2 separate regions of the Rattus norvegicus genome follow, and region 2 is linked to region 1. Evidence: chromatin contacts called from public Hi-C data. All regions are on one chromosome and are shown on one strand. The core of a region is the stretch at or near the end of the contact, and the rest is flanking DNA. Distances in the headings are between cores, read along the strand shown. Region 1 has its middle 55 kb from the start of Trabd2b. Region 2 holds the start of Trabd2b (TraB domain containing 2B).

What was found. Hi-C and Micro-C count contacts between places; a contact is called where the count stands out from the background.
Region 2: a Hi-C map of the A7r5 cell line shows a contact between it and region 1, with 2.6 times the contacts expected there. The contact joins the promoter of Trabd2b here to the enhancer-like site in region 1. A contact is called at or near these places in 10 of 12 Hi-C or Micro-C datasets (the A7r5 cell line, the Rat2 cell line, Schwann cells and 5 more).

The regions. Positions count from the first base shown.
Region 1 is chr5:133,120,475-133,126,139 of GRCr8, forward strand. No RefSeq gene overlaps it. Among named protein-coding and RNA genes, the nearest start is that of Trabd2b, 55 kb to the right of the region's middle. Within about 2 kb of position 2,762, at least 7 of the 93 cell types and tissues checked have an H3K27ac peak or open chromatin away from gene starts, as enhancers often do. A contact at or near this core is called in the A7r5 cell line, where this site is marked.
Region 2 is chr5:133,175,248-133,180,912 of GRCr8, forward strand. It overlaps Trabd2b (TraB domain containing 2B), which reads left to right and starts at 2,767. Exons shown (of 8, transcript XM_006238601.5): 1 at 2,767-3,355; 2 at 5,350-5,665. The coding sequence starts at 3,254.

The DNA of each region.
Region 1 (5,665 bases), core at 1,512-4,011:
GTCTGGGAGGACGGCCTGAGGAGGTCCACGAACCTAATTGTTAACTCTGAGGGCTAATCAGCCTCTGCTTCCCACCCAGAGTCCCTCTCAGCTATGGAGCCTGGTCCTCCCAGTAATGGATGGAAAATAGGCGATTTCCTGACAGTTAGCAACCAATTTTCCACCAATTAGCTGAGAGATGGTGGTCTCTGGAGGGAAGGAGATGGTTCCAGCACAAGAAACTGGGCTGGAAGAAAGAAGATGCTAACAGTGTAGGAGGCCAAAGCCTGAGAATAAAGGATGTTGGTTCCCCACGCCTTCTTCTCTTCCCCCGGGACAGCTTCAGCCTGTATCTCTGGGAAGGGATTTCTGGGGACAGCAACTGTATTGGAATCTCCATGGGACGCTTCTCAGTGACCTGCTAAATGGCAATCTCCCTGTCCCCTCTCTTCCAGGGCAGATGAACAAGGGTCAGTTCCCTTGGTTCTCTTCACAGTGCCCAGGTGACATTTATGAAATTCCTCCACGGGCATTACTGTGGTGACTTGATTAATTCTGGAGTCACAATGCTGTACCCTAAAAGTCCTGAATTTGGGGCTGGACAGGTGGCTCTGTTGTTAAGAGTATTTTTTTCCACAATTACTAGGGTCAGAGTTGGGAATCAAGCACCCAAGTAACAAGAAAGACATCCATCCCTGCAAATGTTCATAGTTCCAGCTCAGCTTCCTCGACTGTAAAGTGGAGACGATAGCATTGCCTGTGATAAAGATTGCATGGAACAATGTGGCATTTCATACCTTGTGAAGTAATGCTCAATGAATAAGTACTATCATTAACTCCATGAGTTATTAATAATCATTATGAATGGTAAATATATGCCAGTGGTAGGACTCCCCTGTATGAGAACCACCGCCTCTGACAATCCTCTAGTTTTTGACAAGGCCCCTCATTTCCTTCCACCTGAGTGACCATTGCCATCATTGACTGGCCTTTCTAAAAGGCAGATGGGCCTCTGCCCACATGGCTGCCCTGGTTGACCCCTGCAGGAATGCAGCCTGGAGTGGGCCCCTCTAGTGTTTTAGTCCTAGTGAAACTCCTTTTCCATACCTCATAACTCCATTAGTAATATGTTCCCTGCTGACTTCCTAGGTTTCTCTCTCACTAAGCCTGGCCTTGCTTCTTTGTTTTATAACTTTCATTTTTGGAATTTAATATACATACCTGCATATAAAGTACTTTAATCAAATATATCCCAGATCCCCTTCCCTCTAGGTCCTCCCCTATTCTCCCACACTTTGCCCTCCCAATTCATGGTCTTCTTAATACCTACTGAATCCATTTACTACTGCCTGTATGCATCTCAGAGTCTGCATCCCTGAGGAAAACTGAGTCTCCCCTCCTACACTGGTCTAATTTTTTATAATCCCAACTGAGGAACTCATTACTGGCTGAGATCCTGTAGATTTGGACCTGCCTCTCTGAACCAATGTGAGTCTCTATTTCTTAGCTGGTTGGTACAGAAGACACATAGGTTCCCCATTTGGTCACCCTTGCTGGTGGGCCACAGGACTGTTCTGCAATGAGTGAGTAATGGCATTGCTGACATGCTCCTGAGTCACAGAAGACAGGTCACCCTCAGCCCCGCAACTGCATATTTAGATGTGAATGTACTTTCAACTTTCTCACAATTAGCTTTTCTCCTCTGGTAACTGAAGGATACATAGTCTTTTCCATGCTGAGCTGTCTTTTGGGGCAGGGGACAAGAGTAACAGCGGTGAGTGTTTGATGTACACTCTGTGCCAGGCAACCCATTGAGAGATTTTACATGAATTATGTAATGGGATCACCTAATTTTGTCAGAAGGGCTTTAGGTGCACTAAAACATAGTTTATCACACAAACTGGGGCTCCTCTAGAGTAAACTTATCACCGATAATAACTACACAGGGACAAGAGGGAAATCCAGGACCATTTCAGGCAAGATAGAGGAGATAAAACCCTAAATAAAAGTAGCTGCCCTTTGTCTCAATTAGGGTTAGTGCTGTTGGGATGAAACACCATAACTGAATCAACTTAGAGAAGGAAGGGTTTATTTGGCTTATTCTACCATGGAAGGAAGGCAGGACAGGAACTTAAACAGGACAGGAACCTACAGGCAGAGGCTGATGCAGAAACCATGGAAGAATGCCACTTACTGGCTCGCTCTCTCTGCTTTCTTATAGAACCCAGAAACAAAATGGGCTGAACCCTCTCACATAAACTACTTGTTAAGAAAATGCCTACAGCAAGATCGTATGGAGGCATTGTCTCAAGTGACCTTCCTCCTCTCTGATGACTCTTGTGTGAAGTTCAATAAAACCGTCCAATGCAGCCTTACTTTACAGTGGGGCTTGGACCTGGATGTGAAGATCTAAGGCCACTTAAAAGAACCACAGCCTGGTGTTCTCTATTTTTAACACAGGATTTCAAGTCTCTGACTCCAATCACATGAGCAAAACTGGTTATGATGCAACATGGAGAAATCGGGGGCAGGGCTCCCTGCTAGGGGTAGAAGCAAATGACCTCCCTGCAGGATCCCCTGCAATCACACATCTGTGTGTGTGTGAAGACATTTTACCCTCACACTGTACCAGGTGCTGAGAACCTACCTGTTCTGCAGCACCTCCGTGTTACTTCAGCTGACCCTTCAGATGCTGTATTTCAGGCACTTCACAACTCAAAGCTGGAAACCCCAGCCCATCCTCCCTCCCCTCCTACTCTGTATGAACATCCATTGCCTGCCTCCAGGGAAGGAGTTCAGTGTGAGTCAGTACTGTGCCTCTGTCAGTCCTGAGAAGGCCTGAGGATGGCAGCCCTTGGAGAAAGATCATAAATCATTATCCTTCCTGGCTTTTTACATCCCTAGGCTGCAATTCTCTGGGTGTTACCCCATTCTTCTGCCCTTTGTTGCTGATAGTTCTTAGGATAACCTTGTGCATTTAGAACAATGGCCACCTTCACCTCATCTAGGCAGCACAGTAGAAGTGGCCCTGCTGGAGGGGGTTTCAGGTGAGCCGGCTCTGAGGTCAAGAGCCAGGGTGCAGCATTTGGGAGAGAAGGCCCTGTGCCTTGACTGGACAGCACAGTGGAGTTGGCTCTAAAGGCAAGAGCATGATAGCAGGAGAACAGACCCTACCTCCAGCCGATATGAGCACTGGTGGCCTAGCCAAAGCTGTACTGGGGAGATCGAGCTCTGATCAGCTTAGGAACCTACACCCAGATCCACAGCTCTAAGTTGGCCCATCCCAAAATCCATATCATTTGCAAAAAGCTGAAACACATGAAATGGCCAATCCTGTTGATCCAAAGCTGCAAGACCTTCATGGCCCAGGACAACAGGAAAATCCAGAGGAGTCTTGATGAGGTTCTAAGACAGAAATTTCAAACCAATGACTCAATGCAATAAACATTTGCAAGTGAAGATGTGTGAACAGAAGGATACACTGCAGGACACTCTGTGACACACTCCAGCTCTAACAAGGAGCTGTTTTCTATGCTTTGCTTTGTTGTTATTGTTTCTCTCTCTCTCTCTCTCTCTCTCTCTCTCTCTCTCTCTCTCTCTCTCTCTCTCTCTCTCTGTGTGTGTGTGTGTGTGTGTGTGTGTGTGTGTGTGTGTGTGTTTTATTTTGGGTGACAGATTGTACAGGTGAAGGGCAGATATGAGGGGATGAGGAGATGAATGGGACTAAGGTGCAAGATGTCAAATTTACAAAGAACCAATGAAAAGTTAAAAAGGAAAAGGAAAGAAAGGAAGGAAAAAGAAAGGAAGGAAGAAAGAAAGAAAGAAAGAAAGAAAGAAAGAAAGAAAGAAAGAAAGAAAGAAAGAAAGAAAGAAAGAACAGGAGACCTTTCCTTTGGCTGGAGACACCCTAGGCCAGATATTAGATTTGTGAGCAAGGCTCTCTGGCTGTGTTTTCGCTCTAACAGACACCTTAGCAGGGCTTCTTAGTCCAGAATACACATAGGCAGCTCCATGCATCATCCTCGACCCTTGCCAAGATGCTCAGTTAGCTCAATTTGGGGGACACACCTTCATCTTACAATCACACTTGTAATAAGCAGTAATTGATTGCTATTTGCTTCTTCTATCACAAAACAGGGCAGGAAATGAAGAGACAGGACTGAGGAACTCTGAAAGTCCATTTGACTCATAGGAAGACATGAATGGGTCTTGTTACCAGCTGCACTGTCCACCCCACTTCAGTGTCCACCATTTGTAGCAAGGGCTAGGTCTGTGTCTACTGGGAACATGCCAGCTACTCCATTTCCTTTCTCATGTCACTTTAGTCTTAGTATTCTTAACTTCTGAGAGTCAGCCTCAAAGCTCCCTTCCCAGCCTTCTGCCCACACACAGACACACAGAGACACACACAGGCACACAGCTTACTTCTTTGTACTCACTGCAAGAGAATATGACAATGGCGCTCTGGAAAGAACAGGGTCTTGGTCACTTCCAAGCTGTGAAAGATGACAGAATTCCCTCTGAGCCAAACCCTGATAAAGCACTGTTCTTCGCTCTGAAGCATTTTAGACAGAGCTTGGCCGCACCAAGAGACCAATGTGCTCTGGGGTCTCAGACAAAAGTAGTGCCAACTTTGGTCAGGCAGATCCTTGGCCTTAGGGTCCAAGAAGATCCCAGGGGCATCCTCGATGGCAGCAGATTCTGAGTGCATATGATAGCTTTGTCACAAACTAGAGTCATCAGAGAAGAAGTTCAGTTGAGCAAATGCCCCTATGGGATTGGCCGGTAGACATTTTCTTGATTGTTGACTGATGATTAAAATGGAAGGGTGGCGGTTCTGGAGCATATCAGAAAATAACCTCGGCAAGCAGGGGGAGCAAGTCAATAGACAGCGTTCCTCCATGGGGTTAGTTAGCTTCAGTTCCCACAAAGGCTTCTCTCAATGGACTATGACCAGGATATGGAAGTCAAACAAATCCTTTCCTCCCCATGTTGCTTTTTGGTCATGATGTTTTATCAAGATAGAAACCCTAAGACACTGGGGTTTATAGGAGAGAGAGAGAGAGAGTGAGAGAGAGCGGGGGGGGGGGGCACTCAACAAGCAGTATATGTCTGGCCTTTTGAAGCCTGAATATGTAGATTTCATTTTGTTTCATAGTCATTTCTGTGATTCCAAGAATCTAGGATACTAATTATTTTTTGAATTTATTACTCCATGATCCCAAGACTATTTTAACTCAGTGACTCAAAAGGCCCATATCTTGAGAACCCGAGAGGCTTAGAATTGTCATATTTCCTGAGACATGGTCATCCCTGTGCATTTCTTTTAAAGAGGCATTGAGCACATTCTGCATGTATTTATCTCCTGTACCCTTTTTGGTTATAGATTATGATTATTCCCATTTTTCAGGTGAGGAACTGAGGCATAAGTAGTGAGATAGCTTTCTTGAGGTGACACAGTAGTACCTAGTGGCCATGACCAAGACCTCTAGGTGGTAAAGGTACTATACCCAAAACGTCAAGTTGCTTGGAAGGTCCACAGCTAGTTAGTTTTAGCGCCATCTTGAGGTTCCCACTCAACCAGTTGTCCCTGTCCTTAACTCAAGCCATGTATAGTGATAAGATAGTCCAGTGACTAGTGTTATTGGGATGTGCAGTTTTCACTCTGTGCCCCAGCCTTCATTAC
Region 2 (5,665 bases), core at 1,517-4,016, 55 kb after region 1:
ATGGTCTCTCCATCTCCTTATCTAGCCTTGCTCTGGGTGATCACTATCCTGTTTCCTGCCTCTGTACATATGCTCCCTTCAGTCCTTTCTAAAGTCAGGTAATATTTTATCTTGAATATGCCTCTTTTAAAAAAATGTATGTCTTTCAAGTGCATAGCCTGATGTCTCGACACATCACTGTTGACTTTCCACTCGCTCGCTAGCTGATGGACAGTTAGTTGGGCTGTTTCTACACTGTGGCCATTGGGAAGAACACTTCAGTGCATAGAGGTCTTCATTGATATATGTTTTCGATTCCCTTGGATTGACACATTTATTTGCTCATTAACGGTACCAGTGCCTAAGGCCTTGTCACACACATTGAGTCACTGAAAAACAGTGAGGCCAGGAAGCGGGCTGGAGAAAGACTCTAAGAGGCCGTGGTCTAAGCTTGCTGACTGCTCTACACGAGGCAGTAAAGGAAGAAGTTACGGCAGTTACCTCTGACAATTAACTGCCAAAACCTTTATCATTCTGGGGGGCGGGGGAAGATATGATCCGAGAGAACTTTTAATTGGAATACAGGAGGAAGCACTAATTCATAGTCACACGTACCCTCACTTGAAGTTTGATCTGGTCAGTTCTCTAATTCCCGTCTGCCATCTTCTAATTCCCCAGTGAAGACCATATTCCTACTTCTTCAGAAGCAGACTCTCACTCTCCAACCAACTCACTCTGTTCTTTCCAAGCAGATGGGTGACTATGGCGGGTGGGGGCGGGGCGCTGAGTCAGGGCAGTATATCTCCAGGGTGTCTCTTTCTCTTTGTCACAGAGCTCGGTGTGCATGAGACAGAGCTACTGTATTGTGCCCTGGCGCCCTGTTTTCTGGGTACTCTGGATTATTTAGCATCTGTCACCTGGATAAGAGGCTGAGCAGAACAAATCGCTCCCGATACCTTGCAGTTTGAACTGTAGGCAATTGCTAACATCCATTCATTTTCTTTTCTTTAAAAAAAAAATGGAAATTTCACAGCCATCTCTGGTGCTTTGTTTTTAGTCCCATTCTTAGTTGCTCACATTCAAGGATCAGGGAGGCAAGTTCTTCTGCTTCACTCAAAGGTTGAGCATTCTTTTTTCTAGCTCCATGTGCAACTGAAGCAGACATGGAGAGAGGGGTGGTGAGCCCTTAGCTCGGAGCCAAGTGGCCTAGGATCACTTGGCTCCCACTGGCCACTCTGCCCCTACCGTGTCCCCTCAATCATGAATCCTGTAAGTAGAGATAAGCCCCAGCCACTTGCAGCTTCGAATCTTGGAGTAAATTTCCATAACTGAATACATACAAGGAGTGCATTCTCGGGTCTGGCATGAAGACACAGGTTCTGGCCACCTGCTTTCTGTAGGCAGTCCCTTGAAGGCCCTTTTCTCTCACTTTTACACCTTGGCACTGGGTGACCCATCTGCTTCACTCCCTTCTATTAGCTACTGCTGATCTAAAGATCTCAAAGATCACCTCCCAGGGCTCCGCCCTGACTCCAGGAGCCCTCCGACACGCCTCGAAGTGCCTACCCAAATCCGGTCCTGCTGACTGCTTACTCTCGCCAGGCCTTGCAGATGTCCTCTGAGAAACTGGCCCATGTCCCCAAATTTGTCTCAGTCTGACCACTGGACTTCCACCTCTTAGCCCGAGGTCCACTGAGCCTGCCGTAGAAGCCTGCCTTTCCTTGGTCTTGTGCTATGATGGTATTTTCATTGTCTGTTTACATATTTGATTTTTTTGGCAGCTATATACTTCTGAAAATACCACCCAATTTATCATTAACCTCCAATGCCAGGATAGAGCAAATCTTGTTTAACGGCGGTGTGTGTGTGTGCGTGTGTGTGTGTGTGTGTGTGTGTGTGTGTGTGTGTGTGTGTAAACCCAGAGACAGATAGGAGAACAACTGGCTGAATGAAGCTTCCAGGGAATCAGTATGGTAATTATTTTATGTCCTTTAGACATGTTTTACTTTAATGTAGTGAGTCTTTGAAGAGTGCCTAAGAACATATATGCCAGTGTTAGGCACAGCAGCATGACAAAATGTTGTAAGTAAATACCACCTTCCCTGGATCTCCAGTGACCATCTCATTCACATACCTCCAAGTGCCTACACAAATCCTGTTCTGCTGACTGCTTACTCCCACCAGGCTTCACAGATGTACTCTGAGAAACTGACCCATGTCCCCAAATTTGTCTCAGCCCGGCCATTGGACTTCCACCTCTTAGCCTGAAGTCCACTGAGCCAGACGCCCTCTGGCGGTGGCGCTCAGGAGCTACGTTCCGGCACAGAGCTGGAGAGACGAGAGGGAGGAGGGAGGAGGCGCAGGCAAGGGAGGAGAGGAAAAAGTTGCGCTGGGAAGTTTGGAAAGTTGGGAAGTGGCTGCTGCGGGCTTCGCCTCCCTCCGCGCGCGTGCGAGGGAACGAGCGAGAGAGCGAGCGCGGAGCCAGCGAGCGCCTGCCATGCCCGGCAGACCCCGCCTCGCCGCGCCCGGGAGCCGAGCTCGCTCCGACTCCCTGCGGCCCGGCCCGGCCCGGCCCGCCGCGGCCCCGGCCCCCCGCCCCCCGCGCCGGGTCCTCCCCTCCCCCGCCCGGCGGCCCCAGCCCCCCGCCCGGCCCGTCTCCGCGCCGCTCTCCCGCCCTCCTCTCTCCCTCCCTCCCGGCCGCGGAGCAGCATGGCGGAGCCCGGGCAGCGGCCGCGCGGCCGCCCGCCGCCCCTCTGAGCCGGGCTCGGGGGCAGCCCGGCACCTCAGAGCCGACCCCCGCCCCGCCGCGCCCTCCGCCGCACTTGTCCCACTGCGCGCCCCCTGGAGCGCCGCGCACCCCTGGGACCCTTGCGCGCCCCGGGTGCCCAGCATAACCTGAGTTCCCCCGCTCATCCTGGGATCTCAGGACTTCCCCAGGAGCCCCGCGTACCCCCGGACCCTGACGAGGCTCCGGGACCCCCACGCGCTCTAGGACCCCTGCGCTCTCGCAGAATTCCGGGGCTCGGCCAACCCGGCTGCGCGCCCTGGTGAGGGGCCCCGCCCCAGAGGATCCCCCTCTTCCAACAGACGGAGCCCCGCCCCAGAGGGACCCCCAGGTCCGACAGGGACATCCAGCCACGCCCCAGCGGGCTCCCAGCATCTCGCGCCTGGAGCCCTGTGCTCCAGAAGATCCTCGGTGCCCAGCTGGGGGCTCCCCGCCCAGCTGAGGGGGCGCTGCCCAAGAGGGTCCCCGCGTCCGGCGGGCCCCGGCAGGATGCACGCCGCCCTGGCGGGGCCGCTGCTAGCCGCCCTCCTTGCCACCGCCCGCGCCCGCCCGCAACCCCCGGACGGAGGACAGTGCCGGCCGCCCGGATCGGTGAGCGAGCGCCTGCCCCGCCACTCTCCCGCCTGCCTGGACACTCCTGCCTGAAGGGCTTGGGTTTGGGACCAGCCTTCTCCATTCAGCCCACTCGCTCCACCTCCGCCCTCTGGGCACAGCCTGGGCTCCCTTCCCTAGCATCTGTCCTCCGGGCTCCAACTCTGAGCCCAGCCCAGCCCAGATGGTTTCTTCTTTTCTCGCGGACAGTTTCCTCTAGACTTTTGGTCTTGGTTGGAAGGTTCCCCTCTCTGTGCCGGCTTCTGACTCTCCTGTCTTTTATCCTACCTTTACCCTTTGCTCTCTTTCTGCCTTCTTCTGACTTCATCTTCCCAACACCTAGTGCCCCTTTCCCACCCTTTTGCTGTTTCATTCACACTGTACCAGGCCAGGCTTACCCTCCCTCTCCTTGCCCCTTTTTCTGACCTAAGGCTGGAGCCTCTGGTGCTGATTCTCACTCCTCTCCTTCTGTACCTAAGCTCCTACCCAGCACCTATTGTCTCAAATGCCCCTATCTCCTGAAAGGGGGTAAGAGCCCAGAGGAGAGAAACGGAAATGACAGAATGAACTTGCTTGTCTAATATTTTCCTGAGGAGACCAAGTAATTATTGCTTCTCCCAACTTTCCTCTCCAAACTGGGAATCTCTTGATTTTTTTTCCCTGCAATGCCCTTCTCTTCAATGATAGATTAATGCATTGCCAATCATCCTGAACTGGAGGCTGGGAGACCAGAACACTGTTGCAGGGTCTTCCTTTGCTACCTCATTAGCAGGGCATAGGTTGGCCTTGGGCAAGGTGCACAGCTAGCAGTCTACCTTGTGCAAGAGACCAGCCGGATAGCTGGTAGGCACTGTCTATTGTGAATTCAATTTTACAAGGTTTGTTGGTAAAGTGTGGTTCTGTGTCCACCACCCACAATAAATACTTTCATTTGTGCCAGAATCAGGTAGGAATATGTTAGGAGTTGACCTAAAGTTTCTAAGTGGTCAGTGGTCACTCCAGGGACTTTTCTAGATGGAAAACAGCTTTGCTTAGGAGATTTTTATACTGTTTTTATACTGAAAAACAAAACAAAACAGTCCTGGTATTTGGACCCCTACTCTAGGCACACAACCCTAGTGGGTACCTAGGTCACAGAAAAAGAAAGACTTGGAAATGGAGAGCCAGGTACACCTTTTTGGTGGGGAAGTTTAGAAAGCACCTAGACCATGTACATGTCTTGGGGTTAATTCTGTGAAATCCTCTCCTCCCAAACCAGCAGCTGAGACTTGGTTTGGCTTTTCGAGATTTTTAAAACGCTTTTCTCATCTGTGGTCTCAGCGAGTGGAGCAAAGTAGCCAATGCCGGTGACCTGCCCTCCAAGGAGAAAACCTTACCCACCCTATGAGTGGGAAGTAGCTGTTGAAATAGGTGTGCTATTTTTAATAGGTGTTCTGCTTTCAGTGTGCTCTTGGCATGTGTCTTCTAATGGCTGCATTTAAAAGTTATATGACTTCCTCTTTTCTTGCCAGAGCAGGACTCTCGGTCCCCCCTCTCCCCCACCCTCCCCATGAAACACCCTGGTGAAGGTTTGGCTTGGCCAAGCATGAATGTTCTCAGGTGGTATGGCAGCCCTTGGCTTTTCACAGTGAAAGCCAGTCATAAAGAGAGACTCCTTTCGTTGCCCACTTCCTCTGTGCCTGGCACCACTCTGAGGGCTTCGGAAACGTATGTTCTGTATTACACTCCTACCGATAACTCCCATTCTCACCCCCCCCCATTTTGCAGAAGAGGAAACTGAGTCTGTGGGAAGTAAAATGATGTACTGCAAGTTATTCGACTAAGAAAGGACAAAGCCAGCATTTGAATGTGGAACTTTTAGCTTGGAAAACCCTTGCCAGCGGGCCTCTGCCTTCTGGCCCCATCTACCCCTGCCATCTCTCGGTGCCAACCCTGGCTCTGCTCTGCTGCCTTTGGCCTCACTGATCTGCCTCTCCTCTTCTCTCTCCTTGTAGCAGAGGGACCTGAACTCCTTCCTGTGGACTATTCGGCGCCATCCTCCAGCCTACTTGTTTGGCACCATCCACGTTCCCTATACCCGAGTCTGGGACTTCATCCCTGACAATTCCAAAGCAGCCTTCCAGGCCAGCACTCGTGTCTACTTCGAGCTGGATCTGACAGATCCCTACACCATCTCAGCCCTGGCCAGTTGCCAGCTGCTGCCCCACGGGGAGAACCTGCAGGACGTGCTGCCAAGGGAGCTCTACTGGCGCCTGAAGCGCCACCTGGACTATGTGAAGCTGATGATGCCCTCGTGGATGACACCAGCAC